Regions from separate parts of the Zea mays genome. Here region 2 is linked to region 1. Evidence: chromatin contacts called from public Hi-C data. All regions are on one chromosome and are shown on one strand. The core of a region is the stretch at or near the end of the contact, and the rest is flanking DNA. Distances in the headings are between cores, read along the strand shown. Region 1 has its middle 17 kb from the start of MIR166m. Region 2 holds the start of NAR (Nitrate reductase [NAD(P)H]).

What was found. Hi-C and Micro-C count contacts between places; a contact is called where the count stands out from the background.
Region 2: a Hi-C map of tassel shows a contact between it and region 1, with 2.6 times the contacts expected there. The contact joins the promoter of NAR here to the enhancer-like site in region 1. A contact is called at or near these places in 6 of 25 Hi-C or Micro-C datasets (bundle sheath, ear, leaf and 2 more).

The regions. Positions count from the first base shown.
Region 1 is chr5:219,035,742-219,041,517 of Zm-B73-REFERENCE-NAM-5.0, forward strand. It overlaps the pseudogene LOC103628878. Among protein-coding and RNA genes, the nearest start is that of MIR166m, 17 kb to the left of the region's middle. Within about 2 kb of position 3,025, at least 19 of the 20 cell types and tissues checked have an H3K27ac peak or open chromatin away from gene starts, as enhancers often do. A contact at or near this core is called in bundle sheath, ear, leaf and 2 more, where this site is marked.
Region 2 is chr5:219,127,424-219,133,199 of Zm-B73-REFERENCE-NAM-5.0, forward strand. NAR (Nitrate reductase [NAD(P)H]) reads right to left here and starts at 2,583. Exons shown (of 4, transcript NM_001175872.2): 1 at 1,546-2,583; 2 at 1,318-1,458; 3 at 842-1,074; 4 at 1-731. The coding sequence starts at 2,509.

The DNA.
Region 1 (5,776 bases), core at 1,775-4,274:
GAACACAAGACAAACAGAACTACAATCAAGATAATCATTAAAAATCAAAGTATCTCCCCCCAGCCCTTTAACTATGTGGTTCATTCATATGGCAAGTTCTGAACTGAACAACGAAAAAAAATCTTTCATGAGCCAAGCAAGAACAAGCGTGGGTTGAGACAAGGTGATCCTCTGTCTCCCCTTTTATTCATCTTAGTCATGAATGTTCTTAATAGTCTATTCATCAGGGCATATGAATGTGGATTATTACACCCCCTTGCTGGCAGAAGCATTAGCCAAAGGGTTTCAATGTTCACAGATGATGTTGCTGTTTTTGTAAAACCAGTTTCTGGAGACTTAGTGGTGGTCAGAGAAATTTTGAGGTGTTTTGGTGTTGCCTTAGGTCTTCAAACTAACTTGCAAAAAAGTTCCTCCTACCCAATTCAGTGCAATAATGAGAGAACCGCGTTGCCTGTTCAGACCTTGGGGTGTGTCTCAAAAAACTTTCCCACAACCTATCTTGGTCTCCCTCTAAGCAGCAAAAAACTTAGTGCTGGAGACCTCGCTCACCGGATAGAGAAAATTGCAGCCAAGCTTCTAGGATGGAAGGCTGAACTTTTAAATCTTGCGGGGAGAATCACTCTTATCAAATATGTACTCTCTGCCATCCCAGTTTACTTATTTATTGCTCTTAATGCTCCTAAATGGGTTATAAAAGCCATTGATAAAATTCAATGGGACTTCTTGTGGAAAGGAAGAAAGGAGGCTAGACGAGGTAATTGCCTTGTATCTTGGGATAAAATCTCTCGGCCTCTTGATTTGGGGGGCCTTGGAATTCCTAATCTCCAAAAGATGAACTGGGCCCTACAATTGCGATGGCTTTGGCTATAAAAAACTGCTCCTTCTAAGCCTTGGAGTGGCCTGGATCTTAAAATATCATCCCAGGCCCGAGCTTTATTTCAGGTTGCAGTGTCTACCACTATTGGTAATGGTATTTCAACTTTCTTTTGGAAAGATAAGTGGATTCATGGGTATTCTATTATGGATATAGCTCCCCTTATTGCTGCTGCAGTTCCGAAGAAAATAAAAAAATGTAAGGACTATGCAACAGGCTCTTACCTCTCACTTCTGGGTTCATGATATCTAGAGGAATCTCTCTAGCTGAGATTGAGCAATATCTACAATTATGGGAGGTAATTGAATCTTTTCAGCTTCAAAATTCAAATGATCAATATGTGTGGATTTTTAGCAGCAATGGACTGTATACCTCCAAATCTGCCTATAGAGCTTTTTTATTGGAGCGGAATCCTTTGAGCCCTGAAAAAGAATTTGGAAGAGCTGGGCAGCCCTAAGTGTAAGGTCTTTGTTTGGCTGGCCATAAACAATAAATGTTGGACAGCTGACAGACTCAACAAAGGAGGCTTGATCATCCTGAAAATTGTGTTCTATGTGACCAAGAGAACGAAACTGTGCATCATATTTTATCTAATTGCGTCTTCACAAGACAGTTTTGGCATAGTATCTTAACTCCAATTGGTCTCTCTTTTGTGGGTCCTAAAAGAAGAGATTCATACTTTGCAGAATGGTGGAGAAAGGCTTCATCCAAGATTCCCAAGAGCAAAAGAAAGTGGTTTAATAGTATGGTAATCTTTGGGGCTTGGAGTAATTGGAAGCAGCGAAACATGTGTGTTTTTGATGGTGCGCGATCCTGCCTTTCTACCTTAGAGGACAGATTTAAAGATAAGATGAGATTGTGGGTTTCTGATGGAGCCAGAAACTTGCGCTCTCTTTTCTACCCTGGATAGAGAAAGGAAAGTCTTGAAGCCTATTGAAAGACTAAAGTGTTGGTGTGTCGTATGTGTCTGTGCTGTGTGTTTTGTGGGTGTGAGTGTGTGTTTTGTTTTGTGTGTGTTCTGTTTGTCCTGGACCTCAGACCTTTTTTCATCTACTTTAATTCAATGATACGTAGTCTTCCTGCGTATTCGAGAAAAAAGAATAGTTGGATCTGATTTGTCCAAAGTTCCTTTACTTTCTTTTTAACAGAGGTAACCTGGTTTCTATAGAAAGTATATGGAAGTATACAGTTCCTATATTTTCCCCGCAATCAGAACTGAATAGTTCAAAATTCTTACACATTCTGTCCATTTGAATGGAGGCCTTCTTTCCCCAGGTAAGGCTTTAACATCAAACAGCATTATCCCAAGTTCGACAGAACTCATCTATAAGTTTTTTTTTTAAAAAAAGTTGTGCATGTTTTATATCCTCCATTTCAGTCTTGAATTTCTTCTCTTTGAAAGATGCTTTCTGAAATCCCATACAAACTTTGATCTTCTCTAACATGTGTGAGTCGGAGCTCAGAGCTAACTGAGATCGGCTCAACTGCAATTTTCTCATAGTAAATCCTATTATCTCAAGCTCCTTGAGCTCATTTGGACGAGCTTGCTCATCCCGAGATCTCTCAAATACACTAAGGATATGATGATCAATTTTCTGGACTAGATCTGCTACGAGTTAAGTGAATCAGCTGATGGTTGATGCCCGAATGAAGAAGAATCTGACTATTCATGGAACTCGAGGGCATGTCCGTCTCGACATCGTGTATCTGACTTTGTGAATCAGCACCGAGGTAGCCGTTGAAGCAACCGCGGAAGGGAACTCCGGTGATCACATTCACACCTGCTGTCATGAAAGTTCGTTTGGATGTGGATCCGTCGTTGCTTTCCTTGTATCAAATTCTTTTTTTTCGATTAAAAACAGTGAACAAATATTTTAACCGGCGAAAGGTTTTAGGGCTAGCTTGTCAACTCCATTTTTATAAAAGTTTTTTTTGTTTTTTCAAGAAAAAAATGAAGTTTTTTTTTTTTTGAAAAAAATGAAAATTCATTAGAAAAATATGGTTGTCAAATTATAGGGTCAATTTTGAAGCTTATCAGGTTAAATAAATCAGATGACATTGAAGTTGCAGAAACTGCTCTGCAACCCCTAGTACTCGTAAATTGGGCCGACCTCACTGGCACACTGGTGGGCCTTGTGAACAATTTTATGGGCCGCCACGTTTCACATCAACCGGACAGGGACACTATCTATGGATGGCATGGCACACTATCTACTACTACTCGAACGGAGTGCAAGCGTGGCTACGACTACGAGGCAGGCGGACGCACGGCACATGGCGCTGTTCTTCGGATTTCGGAAGCATCGGCCGTGTCTCTTGTCTTGGGCTGGGTTAACTAATCTGCGTAGGCTAAACAAGGGTCAAACCCCACCGTACCCCCAGCTGCTCGCTCCTCGATCGGATCGAGCCTGCTGTACGTTTACCTCGCACGTCTACAGATGCTGCATCCATCTCGTCCGGTCGTCCCTTCCCCGATCCATCAGCTCGCGGACCCCACGACCATTACTAGCCAATGCAATGCGCTCGCCATTCTTTGATCGCGGATCGGAGCCAAGAAGCAAGCCATGCAGATCCCAAATCCATGCGTCGGCGCTCAATGCAAGCTCGTACGATTCATGGCGTCAACCGACGTCATATATTATCTCTCTCTCTATCGCTCTGCACAACTGCACGTGAGTGTTCGATCGTGAGGGCCGCTGCTCCATATATAGAGTATTCTATTCTATTCGGCGATGACCGTGCATGTAGCGAGCAGCAGCAGCAGCCAGCATGACCAGCAGGGCACGCAGCTAGGCACCAGCACCAGCAGAGTTCAAGTTGAACCTTGTTTTGTTTACACGCACGCGCATCGGGTGCCGTGCTCCGTTATAACTCCTTTTGCTGATCATCTCTGCCCATGTCAAGATCCACGCGCCATGGAACAGTCGAGGGGGTGATACGTGTCGCGTTACCAACACGTTACGTACTGTAGTAGGAATCCATATATGGTGTGGTGTTGCCATCACCAGAGCTTATTTGTTTACTATTATTATTACTACGACTCTCACTGTGTGTCACTAGCTAGTGTGATCATGAACGCCGCTACTAGGTTACGTGCAGTCTTGACACACGACGGATCTGGAGACGTGCGTGACTTGCATTTGCAGCTATATAGCCTTCATCTTAGCTTGACGACGTACGTACGCTATATATATATGCTGAAGATTGTTACTCCCTTATCTCTTCAATTCCATGCATGGAAAATTCTGTACCTGCAGGATCGGAAATGGTCAGAGTCAATTATTCCCCCTCTCCTATATCCTCGTGGCAAATTTCGCGATCCAGCACGACCAACGACTGGACAAAAGCAGCAGATCGATGGCGACCAGAGGTTAATATTCCATCTCCGTATCTGCTGATTTTTTTTACCACACGCATTGCATTCTCACTGTCAAAAACCTGAAATAATGAAAACGGCCATATATATAAGACCTGTGTGTATACGCACGGATGGTCGCGCGCTTTTTACTTAAAAGAAGCCGCAATAGCTAAGTAGTTCTCCAAATTAATAGTAATGTTATTTTAATGGGATATAAACTAAATTTAAATATTCAAATATTTACACATAGCCATGCGGGGCCTGTTACAATGGGCCGAATTCACCGTGGCCTTCCGGGTTGAACGAGGGCGCGTGACGAGGCGACTTCGTTGTAGGCCTTCGTCTTGCAGTGTAGTGGACGAAGGGTGGAAACCGCCGGTCACTTCGCCTCCTTGGTGCAGCGAGTTTGGTGAAGGCATCGAGCGAAGGGTAGCGTCTGCGTCTTCGCCCCCAACATTATTTTAATGGGATATGAATTAAATTTAAATATTCAAATATTTAATGGGATATGAACTAAATTTTAGTTAGGGGAACTAAACATCCTACCAGGATTTTATGTGTACGGAGAATCGGAGATAAACACAATTAAGTATTATAGATATTGTTGTTTTTAAAGGTGTCTTCCTTATAATCGTCTATATAGACAAGTTTACCAAGAAAACATCTCTGAAAATAATTTCTGAACTGTCTTGCATATATCTCCAAAAATGACTTCTGATTTACCTGTTTTTTAGAGAAAGATGGCGAGAGAAAACCCAATGGCCTTTAAAAAATATCTTCTTATTATTAATTATTAGAGGCAAGGCTCAGAAGCACAATCACATATATATAAAAATTGGCCAGACCGAAAGCGAAGCACTGAGGGTCTGTTTGGTTGGGCTGTGGCTGTGAAAAAAGTTGCTGTGGGCTGTGAGCTGTTGAAAAAGCTGCTGTAGGCTGTAAGCTGTTAAAAAGCTAAAAACCGTTTGGTAGAAACCACTAAAAGTCGTTAAAAATTCTTCGATATATGTTTTCACAGTTTCATCCGAAAAGCCACTAAAAGCAGGTCTATGGGTGCTTTCAGATTTGCACTACGAGAAAGTCGGCTTTTAGAAAAAGCTGCTTTCTAGATCCAGCCTTTTGGTTGGCTTTTGGCTTTTAGGGGGGCAAAAGCCAAAGCCAAAAGTCAAACCAAACACACCCTGAGCAAAGTATATGGACTTTTGTACTGCACGGCCGGCGTAACTGACCCAGAGCCTCACGTGGCGAACGCCAATGGCGGCATCGTCGTCGATCCTGAGCTCCAATATCTCTGAGAGGTAGGCTTCCACGGAGGACCAGAAGGTTGTTTACGAACTCCCGTACCTTCTCAAAGGGCACCGTCGTGTTCTATCGACGTCGAGGATGCGCAAGACAGTGGCAGACTAGGCGGAGCCAATCTGAGCATGCAGGTCTACACTACATGTGGCCTCTTGCGCGGGTTGGAAGGAGAGGACCTAGTGCAGAAGCTCATCCAGGAGGGTGCTAACGGCGACCGACGAGAAAGCCTAACCACCTATAGAAAT
Region 2 (5,776 bases), core at 1,333-3,832, 91 kb after region 1:
ACGGGGCTCGTGGGCGTGTACGCGCGCATGCAGAGCTTGCCGCCTATCGACGCGCACACGTACACGTGCCTGCCGACGGGAAGGCCGAGCTTCTGGTCCGGCGATGGCAGCGCGAACCGGAAGAGGCGCACGTTGTAGGACAGGCTCTTCTTATCGACGAGCCGGCACCTGACCTTCTCTCGCGGATTGGAGAGCGCGACGGTCGACGTCACCGATAACGGCGCGGCTGCAGCGGGGGCCTCGACGATGGCCTTGAGGTCGGCGTGGCTGTTCTGCGGGGAGTAGTCGCTGCCGGTGACAACGAGCTCGCCCACGCGGTACATCTCGAGGAGGCCGCGGGCCTTGTCGGAGTGGATGGCGTCGAACTCCTCGGTGCAGTCGGTGCCGGCGTTGATGAGGATGCTGTCGGCACCGCCCGGGTGGTCCTTGAGGAAGCCCGTGCAATCGTAGATGTGGCCGTGCACGATGATCCAGGCGGAGTCCGGGGACGTGTGGCGGCGCACCTCGGACATGGTGTACTGCGCGGTGGCCGTGTTCATGAAGGGCGTGGACGTGCTCTTCTTCAGCGTGCTCTGCGCGCTCTCCGATGTCTCGAGGTGCTTCTGCCGCGCCATCCAGCCGCCCGGCTGGTTGCCCGGCTGCGCCGGGTGCTCGAACACCATGCCGATCTCGCCCTTGTGCGGCCGGCACGCGTTGATCTTCACCCGGAACCAGCAGTTGTTCATCATGCCCTGCGCGTAGAGGAACAGACGCACGTGCGTGTATTTAAGCTAACACAGTCGTGGAGAGGAGGACATGCATGGTTCCACGGGAAGGGAAACACGATGGAGCGGCAACTCACCATGAGGTTCCAGACAAGCTTCTCCGGCTGGGTGTTCATGGCCTCGTCCCAGGCGCGGACGGCGATTTCCTTGGCCCCGAGCACGTCGAGCACCTCGACGTCGACGGACCAGAAGCACCAGCACCAGTACTTGCCGTACTTGGTTGGACGCTCCGGGTGGTCGAGCGAGCACACATGCCACGTCTCGCCGCCGTCCAGCGTCACCTCCACCCGGGTTACTTTCCGGCCGCCACCTGGCAACAGAGGCACCACCACCGTGAGTTTCGGTTTTAGCCCACAAGGAAACTAGGAAAATAGGCTTGGAAAGCCCAATAGAAGCCTCAAACGTTGTTTCTTTACTGGGCTTTAACATGGAGAAAGCCCGAGCTCAAACAAAATTCGGATCGCTCTTCCTTGACTCCGACTCAGATCCAGGGGGCGTGGGTGATGCAATGCAAGATGGGATGATGAAATGCTGCGTTGTTGGACTCACTCACCGGAGTATGCGTATCCTTTGATCGTATACGGCCGCTGCGTCGTGAGGGCGTTGATGGGCAGCACCTCGTCGTGTCCTGGTGTGGTGATCACCGAGTTGATGTTCAGCTCGTTTATCATGCACTCCGGCTTGTACCACCACGCTGTACAACAGAGAGAACATTTATTAGCGTCGTCGCCCTCGCACACGTTGGCGAGCAGAGGAAACAAAACTAGACCGATGTACAAACCTTCGGCATTGGCGAGGTCGGCGTCGACGTGGGACGGCAGCACCCGGTTGTCGCGGTAGTGGTAGTAGCTCTCGGACTCGCTGGACGCGACGATGATCCGCTTGAGCCACTTGACCATGCGGCCGCCGATGAACCCGGGCACGATGACGCGCACCGGGAAGCCGTGGTCGGGCGCGAGCGGCTCCCCGTTCTGCATGTAGGCGAGGATGACGTCGCGCGCGGGGTCCATGGCCACCCCGCGGCGCAGGCTGGTGCCGTACTTGCCGCCGCCGCCGCCGCCGGGGAGGTCCTCGGCGCCCTCGAAGCAGACGTTGGCGGCGCCGTCCGCGGCGCCCATGACGCCGCAGCGGCGCAGCACGTCGCGGAGGCGCGCGCCGCGCCACACGGACGTGGAGATGGCGCCGGGGCCCCAGTTGAAGCCGACGGTCTGGCGCACCATGTTCTGCTCCTTGCGCCGGTTGCCCGCGCACACCAGCGTGACGGGGAGCTCCACGGCCTCGAACTCCGTCACCAGCTGCTCCATGGTGAGCCTGGCGGGCCGCCTCACGAGCCCCGCCACCTCCACTGTCCAGGTGGACCAGTCCGCCCGGGGGACCGCCCCGTGGTTGCGCACGTAGTGGAGCGGCGCCGGGGTGATGAAGCCGTGCGCCATCAGCCGCGGCACCGGCGGCTCCGAGTTGAAGGGGTGCTTGCCCGTGAGCCGGACGAGCGCCGGGTGGCGCCGCACCCACGCGTCGGAGGTGGCCTCGTCGCGTGGGTCGTGGGCGGGCGGCTCCACCTCCAGGCGCGGGCTGTACAGCGACCGCCAGTCCGGGGGAATGCTGTCCTCGTCCTCGGAGTCGGAGTCGGGGCCGGTGCGGCGCTTGCCTCCTGGGCCGCCGGAGCGGAACATGTCGAAGCTCTTGGGAGGCGCATTGGCCGGCCACGGGTGGGGGGCCAGGTGCCGCTCAACGGAGGCCGCCATTGTCGGCACGAGCTGCGGGAACGGTTTGTTTTAATTGTGATGACCAGAGCTGGAGGTTAATCGGAAGCTCAGAGTGGCATCTGGTCTTGGAAGCTGGGGAGGTGGTGGTGCGGCGTTTATATAGGGACGGACGACAGAGCTCGCGCGCGGTGGTTCTCTTCTCGTGGCTGGAAACAAGAAACATGGTGCGCTCCACTGGTGTTTCTTTTCCATCCTATACAAACGGCTTCACTTGCATGGCCGACTGGCTGAAAACGATATTTTAGTTTTCCCGTGCAGATAGCAAGCACTAATTTGTAATTTCAAGTCGCAATCGCATACCGCTAGCTGGACTATTCAGAGTTATCTCTTTCTTTTTTTTTCTTTCGCTGATGAAACAAGTAGGCTGTTCAGGATTTCAGAAGGCTGTTGTTTCGGCACCGGTTAGTTGCATTGGCCTTCTCATCAGAGTTGAAGTTGGACACATCACACCACACATGTGCAGCCCTCCGGTGAATGCCGTGGCCGTGTTGTACTGAAAGGTCACTAGGACTACTACTTCTGATGCGAATGCAAATCGAAGTGGAATGCTGTTGGTCTGACACCAACCTCAGCTTCACCTTTAGGTCTTGTTCGTTTGTGTCGGATTAGTGGGTCGGAATAATTCCCGGCCGGATTGTTTCTCTAATTTATATAAACTTTGATTAGCCGGAATGATTCCGGGTGCAATCCGACGCAAACGAACAAGGCCTTACGTGACACGACAAAGGAAGGGGAGGCGGACGGCAAGAGTGAGTGCGGCAGCTGCAACCATCCCCGAATGCCGCTTGCCTGAGAGACGACCTTTCCCGGGTGAAATCCTGAGGAGCTCCTGGACTGGACAGTGGACACCGTGCGCGTCTGAGATGAGCGCCTTGGGACGGGAGGCCTTTGCCTGGACACGCTAGCTCCCGTCGCTTCTTTCCTGCTTCCTTTCGGTTTCGCCGACTAGTTTATGCAGATCTGCCGGGCACCATTGGCTTCTTTTTTTTCTCTCGTTGCTCTGTTTTTTTTTCACGTCTACTTCGCCAATCACAGGTGGGTATCTTGATCGTCCTAGCTACAAGGTTAACCAAGCGTAGGGGGTTTGTAGTTTGTATACATATACACCGAACTTACTGAAGCTGTTTCTTGCATTTTTTGACGCTGTAGAACATGGTTATAAATAAAATCTGTTAAAAGACACTAGGACAAAGAAGCTCAATATGCACGAAGCAGCTTGATATATTTATTAGGTTCCTTCCATTTTGAATCCCAAATATCTAGTAGACAGGAGGTGTAATACTAATCAGCCCTTGATATTCATTATACGGGGACCGCGTCCTGAACGTATCTTGTAAGTTGTACCTGCATTGTTTTCTCCCCCTCTCTGAACAAAGTCAGAAAGTGATAGCGCGAAGTCAGAACTATAGCTAATGAACACAAGAGTGCCTCCATTCGCAGCTCTCAATTCAGACCAAAAAGAAAAAGAAAACCTCAGAGATCAATTAATGACCACTCCACAATCTGTCACTGGTCACTAGTATAAAACAAGCAGATCTTTGGGTACATTAATAAACTCGGCAAATATTACTATGTTAAACCATCCGTGACGCAACGCAACGCAAGAGTAGCTAAGCTAGCTAATCACGAACCATAAGATACTGCTCCCCCGTCCCAGCCGCCCACTTCGACAGGGAAAATGCACAGGTCTCAGACTAAATGATTGGTGTGGCCTGCGGTAATCGCTAGTCCAATTAACAAGGCGCGTGGCGCATGGCGTTTTCCAATGGCCAAGTAACCGGTGAGACGCCAGGAGGATGCAGCTGCAGCTGCGGCCTGCGGGAGACCGAGGATTGCAGCAGTAGGTGCAGTGGCGCAGCTTCTCAGGACCTCAAGGCCCGCCCGGCTCCCCACTACAAGCCACAGGGGTCGCCTCCCGCCGCCTCCAAGGGCCAACGCGCAGGCAGAGAGGCAGGAGCACGTAGCAGCGGCTATAGCGGGCCGGCGCCTGTGCTGTGAGTGAGCTTTCTGGAGCTCAGCCTCCCCCGGTTAGCGACTGGACGGACCGCTGCGTCCTAGTAGTAGTAGTGGCTCAGCTCCTGCGTGCGGCGCCATCTTTGAGATGGATCGCGATCGCGCGCCGTGTCTCTTTTTGGTGCTTTGTGCCAACCAACCTCATCCGGTCCCTGCCTCTGCCTCTGCCTGCCAAACGCCACGACTCTGGAACGTGGTGCCCGGCCGAGCCATGCATCAGGGTCGGTCTACAAGACCCGACCAGGCTTCACCCTGCAATATAATGCCATGCTTCATCACGAGTTATGCCTGCGCGTCTGCAGGTGACCCGTAGCGCTGCAAGCTGCGAACGTGAAAGCGCTGCGGTGCAACTGTGCTGCATTTCCGTTTCTTCCACGGAAAATGGTCAAGAATACGAAATCGAGCAGCAAGATTGGACTGCATCTCTCAAGTCGTCCAGCTGGTCCTGCAAAAGCCCACGTACTGATTGATACCTGTCGATTCCCCCTTGCTCCTTCGTGCAAAATTTTTAGGCCTCAAACATCCTTTTGTAAGCGTGCAAAAGCCACGTAATGCTCACCGTGTGCATGCACCGGGGGAGAGAGCGCATACAAACAAGAACATGCAGCTTGTTATTGTTATATATGGGTCACGAATCACGAGATATGTGGGTTAAAGAACTGCTGCAGCGCCCTCGGACTCGAGTCGGATGAATGGATATCTTTTGTTTTGGACACCCCACCTCTGGATACATCGCATGGAAAAAAAATTTGTTGCAGCCCGGCTGCAAACCAGGCTGTTTGCAGCCCCTCACAAAAAGGTGGATAGGCCCCACCTGCAGGTCCACTAGATAACGTTTTAGTTGTATTATTTACCTGCGGGTGGGACCTATCTTCATTTTTGTGAGGGGCTGCAAACAGCCTGGTTTGCAGCCGGGCTGCAACAAATTTTTTTCCCATCGCATGCACACAGCTTTGTGCAAGTGATTCCACTTGAATCCCAGAATAAGCCAAAGATCGATCCCCCCATCAGATCGACTTGCGAGCGAACCAGTGCATGGTTAATAAAACAAACAAAACGCTGTGACGTACGTACGTACATGCAGCTGTGCAAGACGGACGTATCTATCGAAACCACTGCCGCATCCAACCAGAGAGACCGGTTCGTCGCACAAGAACAGAACCAGTGCACGCCAACAATCGACGGCTCACCTTGTTTTTTCTCTCGGAGTACGGCAACAGAACCCTAGAATAT